Linked DNA regions of Mus musculus: region 2 is linked to region 1. Evidence: chromatin contacts called from public Hi-C data. All regions are on one chromosome and are shown on one strand. Each heading gives the region's core, a stretch centred on a gene start, on an enhancer-like site or on the middle of the called end of the contact. The rest is flanking DNA. Distances are from core to core; before and after follow the strand shown. Region 1 holds the start of 4930592A05Rik (RIKEN cDNA 4930592A05 gene). Region 2 has its middle 130 kb from the start of Gm41290.

Evidence for each region. A called contact is a pair of places that touch in the nucleus more often than the background predicts.
Region 2: a contact with region 1 is called in a Hi-C map of embryonic fibroblasts, with 2.1 times the contacts expected there. The contact joins the enhancer-like site here to the promoter of 4930592A05Rik in region 1. A contact is called at or near these places in 2 of 484 Hi-C or Micro-C datasets (the C2C12 cell line and embryonic fibroblasts) and 1 of 115 datasets of contacts at active chromatin or transcription factors (fibro-adipogenic progenitors).

The regions. Positions count from the first base shown.
Region 1 is chr15:33,652,147-33,654,741 of GRCm38.p6, reverse strand. 4930592A05Rik (RIKEN cDNA 4930592A05 gene) reads left to right here and starts at 1,306. Exons shown (of 6, transcript NR_045070.1): 1 at 1,306-1,449.
Region 2 is chr15:33,906,010-33,908,604 of GRCm38.p6, reverse strand. No RefSeq gene overlaps it. Among named protein-coding and RNA genes, the nearest start is that of Gm41290, 130 kb to the left of the region's middle. Within about 2 kb of position 1,279, at least 67 of the 459 cell types and tissues checked have an H3K27ac peak or open chromatin away from gene starts, as enhancers often do. A contact at or near this core is called in the C2C12 cell line, embryonic fibroblasts and fibro-adipogenic progenitors, where this site is marked.

The DNA of each region.
Region 1 (2,595 bases), core at 57-2,556:
AAGCAAAACCAGAGGTGGTTACAGGGTAATTGCTGGTAGAGCCCGTATTTGCTTTAGAAGTAAAATTTCACCAGCTAATTTAAACTTGTACTTGATTAAGACAGAGATTAGAGGATGCCTAATGTATAAAAAAGAAAGAATTGGCCTACAATTTAATGAGAATTCTGTTCTTTTTACTCATGCAGTCCTGTCTCAGGGCTGCAGAAAACCACTTCTGAGCTTAGACCCACAGCCTTCAAAACCATGAAAGATAAGTTTCCATTGTTGATAAGTCAACTTTGTCAATGACTCTTTGTTGTAACAACTGGAGCTAAGCCAGAAAGTATTCAGTCTGTTATCTACCACTTGTTCCTCATTGCAAACACTTTCACACTCATAAAGCTGAGCTGGGATTGTTTTTCTGACTGTGATTAGCCCAGAGTTTCAGCTTCTCAAGGTTATTCTGAATTCCTGGCCATCAAGTCTTTCCAGCAGTTAAAAAAAAAAGTTCCAAATACTGTGGCAGAGAAAGCATGAAGTTAATCACAGAACTCAGTCTCTTGAGTTAGAGGTAAAATAAGGTGGGACCAGAACGGAGGAGCCTTTTACAGGATGGAGAAGTAGAAATTGCTTTATCTTACCAGAAGTATTATGGTATAGGCTTTGATGAAGGAATATTTTCTTGTGAGAATGATAAACTTTTCCTAGAGCTACATTTTCAGATTGGGAGAAAGCAGTTGTTCACTGTGGTCCTCTTTGCTTCTGGTGACTCATTATTCTTAGAGAAGTCTAGAGAGACACAGTATTCTCTATCTGCATACCCTATGGATGGCTACTTTATAGAGCCCAGTTGATGTTGGCATTTGCATGTCCTAACACTACTACATAGTTAACAGATAGGTTATGGATATAAACCTGAGGTGAATGGTAGATTTGGACTTTTATATACTCATATTTTTATAAGAGACAGCAAGATGACCTTGAAAGAAGGATCACATTAATGAGTCACCAGGCATATAAAGCTAAGTGTGTGTGTGCGTGTGTCTATATGTGTTTCTGTGTTATTATGAGTTGAGCTACAGATATGAAACTTGACATATGCTAGGCAAATTCTATATTATGATGCTATTGCCTCAGCAAGACTTATAATTTTTAATAAAAGCCCATAGAGACTCTCCTACTATTGAAGATAGGATCTAATTCTTCCCTCAGACTCTAAGCTGGCCATAGTGAATCACTCTTCTAAGAATTTTGGTGGAATAATGTTCCACTGAGGTTATATCATAAAGAATGTTGCATATTGTGCCTAGATCTTCTGGAATGCTCACTTCAGAGTGTTCCCTCTTGGGACTGGTACCATGTTCTAAGAAGTCTAAGTCACATAGAGAAGACATATTCAGACGGTTCACCTGAATTTACAGCCCACAGCCAGGACCAGTTGCCAGCTATTTGATGAGCTGTTTTGACCCAGTCAGTAAAGTTTGAATTTGTGCTATCCCAGGTGACATAGGAGGTCTATGGAAACTCCAAGGAGGAAACACCCATCTGAATTCAGTTAGCCTAGAAAATCAGAAGTCATACATTGCATAAATGGCTTGTTATATAACAAGGAGGGGATTTTCCAAGTCACTAGAGAAGTGTTCCAGAAAAATCTGGCATCATGAGAAATACAACCACTTGAGCTTGAAATTGGGGTTGCTCTGATTTCATGGGTAGCATTTGTCATCACCACATAAGCAGAGTGTGTCTAGTTTATGGAGGAGTAAAGTGACTTGTCCATTTCTTAGAGAAACCTGTCTTCTTCCTTGCCCAGAGAAGAAAGCAGTGGTTCTAAGTTTACTAAAGGCACAAGGACCTTTTTTGTCATAAGAGATGCAACAACCCCAGATGGTGATCCACTTTCATGTATAGGTGTATGAGAGGAAGGGAGTGTTGGAATTTAAGGCAAATGACATAAAACATGATGAGGTTGAACCCTAGTTGAGGATTTAGGGAATATTTCAATGACATTAAGATCTTAGATATTCACCCATTCAATAGTAACTTATTGTGGATATATTTTGCTATGTTTTGGGACCACAATGTATCTGGATATAGCTTCATAGATGCTTCATGATCTAGTAGGGAAGACAGCTGGTAAATGGGATTGGCAAGTGAGTTGAGGTGGAAGCCACTGACAAGGGGCACCAGAGGAGGAGTTGATAAGGACTCCTCTGGGTTATCAGCTGCCCCACACTGAGGCACAGGTCCTGTAATCTGCCAGGTCTTTTCCATGTCTCCTGCTAAGGCCTGCTGATGCACACAGTACCCTCTCCTGCCCTGAATATAAGATAAAGCATCTCATTTATGTCTTGATTTTGGCTCCAAAAATGACTTCTATGTGCGTGAATCCTTTTCACTCTGTGTCCTATTACTTTTTCTTATCCCTACTCTAAAATATTTTTAAAAGGAGAAAATTTTAAATAAATTACCACAGAGTTCAAGATGGCAGACAGTGACTAGAGCCAATTTCCCTCACTTCCAATGTGGGCTTGGCTGACAAGTGATTTTCATACATTCCTGGAGAAGTTTTGCATCCATCTTTCTATTGTATGCCCTTCGCACACACTTGAGATT
Region 2 (2,595 bases), core at 30-2,529, 250 kb before region 1:
TGACTGTGACTTGTTTCTCCTGCAAGCCTGTATGTTGTATCTGTACTTTTAGGAGACCAGTTCTCTCTGGGAAGAATTTGTATATGAAGAGCTGTGGCACAGGGTCAGTTCTGGCCATAGACAGGAACTGGAACTATCCTGTCCCAGGCTGCTCCTTGGTTCCTATGTCCTGAAGGCTACCCGACGGGTCTGTCAGAGCAGAAGTGATGGTCTTACCTGTGTTCATAGGCATGTCCACACTCTTGGGAGGCCAGCTCTTTTCCAGTGGTATTTGGGTATGTAGTACTGTGGCACAGGATCAGATCTGGATGCTGTTGCACAGGATCAACTCCTGACTGAACTGAATATTTAACCATTCCTCTCTTCAGACCTGGACACCGAATCCCTACTGAGGTGATGACCTTTCATCTGGCTATTCCCAGTTCCAAAATACCTTGTCATCAAAGGTATAGAAGCACTCACATGGGTTTCTTTACTGCTACAAACTACAATCCTGGAGCCTATCCCAAGTAACAAAGTCACTACTGTTGCTTGTGAAATTTAGAGTCTATAGGTTGCTTCTAGGATTGGGATGAGCTTCATCCAAATTCTTTATTATACTGGAAATCATTTTGGCTTTAATTAGAACATATTGGTACCCAGGAATAGACTATAGTTGGGAGAACAAAGAGATTTTTTTGTGAAAGAAAGTTGAGGGTTGTATTTAACAACTGACATTTCTTTGCCCTAAGGACATGGTTGAAAGTTAGACAGTGTTCTTTATAATTGGTACTTAATCAGCATCTACTAGATGAACAAAATAAGGTAAGTGTGAATTGGATATTGATGGATGAGTAAACTTAGATAAAAGAATAGATGAGGTGAACAGGAAGATATCTCTAGTACAAACTCACCAAAGGCACAATGCAAAGATGAATGTGAGGCATTTAATAAAATATAGATGTCCATAAGGCTGTAAATGAAAATAGGATGTGTGGAGAGAGTTTAGGTTCTTGTTACTGATATTAGAGCATTCTGGTTGACTTTTAGCAGAAGATGAGGTAGAGAATTTAATCCTAATTTTGTAAATATCTGTTAAATGGCAATCAGTTTGACCCAAAGACTAAAGAATGTTAAGTTGTCCCTGTGGCTTGCACAGTCACCATCTCCAGGCATGTGAGCTCTTCCCAGGATAACAAACTAAGCCTGTGGGATTCTCACCGTGCCTCACTTCCTGCCTCTCTTATTAGCAGCATTCTTCTCATGTCTCCTTCAAAGCATCTGAGCTGGATGACTAACCTAAAAGCAGCCCACGGAGTGGGAGATGTGGCTCTCCACCTCACAGCTGCTGTTGGCTCCTGGGTTACCAGCTGATTATTTCTTGGTTTCTGAATCCCAAGGGAAAGGTTGTGGGGCCTGAGCCTGACTCAGGAGTGAGTCAGAGCTGAGCATCAAAGATGAAGGACTCCCTGCAGCTGGACACCCTCTTTCAGGGGGATCAAAAATACTGAAAAGGAGAATGGACATTTATATTATTAATCTTTTAAAGAACGTTATGCAACTGACTAGTGTGTTATGGAAAGTCTGAGCTCAGTAGAGGAAGAAAACATAATACTGAAAGCTGAATGCAAGGAAAAATCATTAAAGAAAAATGTAAAACCCATACCACACCCACAGCTGTTCACGGAACTGACCGTGGTTTACTGATTCAGCCTGCTTCTTACTTGCTGTTTTTTCTCTCCTACATGCTCTTCTAACCTTCTCCCCTTTCCTGTTCTCTGCCACTAGTTGAGTTATCCACCCCCTAACTCCCAGGGTGCCTTGTTTTGTATGGACTGTTCCAAGGGTTTTTCATTTGTCATTGTTGTTCACACACACACACACACACACCACAGTTCCCCCCTCTTCTCTTAGTTCATCCATGTCACCTCCCTTCTGCCTACCTTCATCCACTCCTTTTCCATTTCTCTTCAGAAAAGGGCAAGCCTCTTATGGATTGCAACTAAATATGTCATGTTAAGTTTCGGTAAGACTAGACTCTCCCCATGTATTAAGGCTGGACAAGGCAACCCAGTAGGACAAAAAGGGCCCAAAGCATGCAAAAGAGTCAGAGACAGCTCTGATAAGTGGATATATTAGCCCAGAAGCCCAGAAGCCCAGAAGCTCAGAATACCCAAGATACAATTCACAAACCACATGAAACTCAAGAAGAAGGAAGAACATAGTGTGGATACTTCTATTCATCTTAGAAGCAGGGAACAAAACACCCATGAAAGAAGTTACAGAGACAAAGTATTGAGTGGAGACTGAAGAAATGACCATCTAAAGACTGACTTACCTGGGGATCCATCCCATTTACAGTCACCAAACCCAGACACTGTTGTGGATGCCAACAAGTGCTTGCTGACAGAAGCCTGATATAGGTGTCTCCTGAGAGGCTCTGCTAGTGCCTCACACATACAGAGGTGGATGCTCACAGCCATCCATTGGACTGAGCACAGGATCCCCAGTGAAGGAGCTAGAGAAAGGACCCAAGGAGCTGAAGGGGTTTGCAGCCCCATAGAAGGAACAACAATATGAATTAGCCAGTTCCCGCACAGCTCCCAGGGACGAATC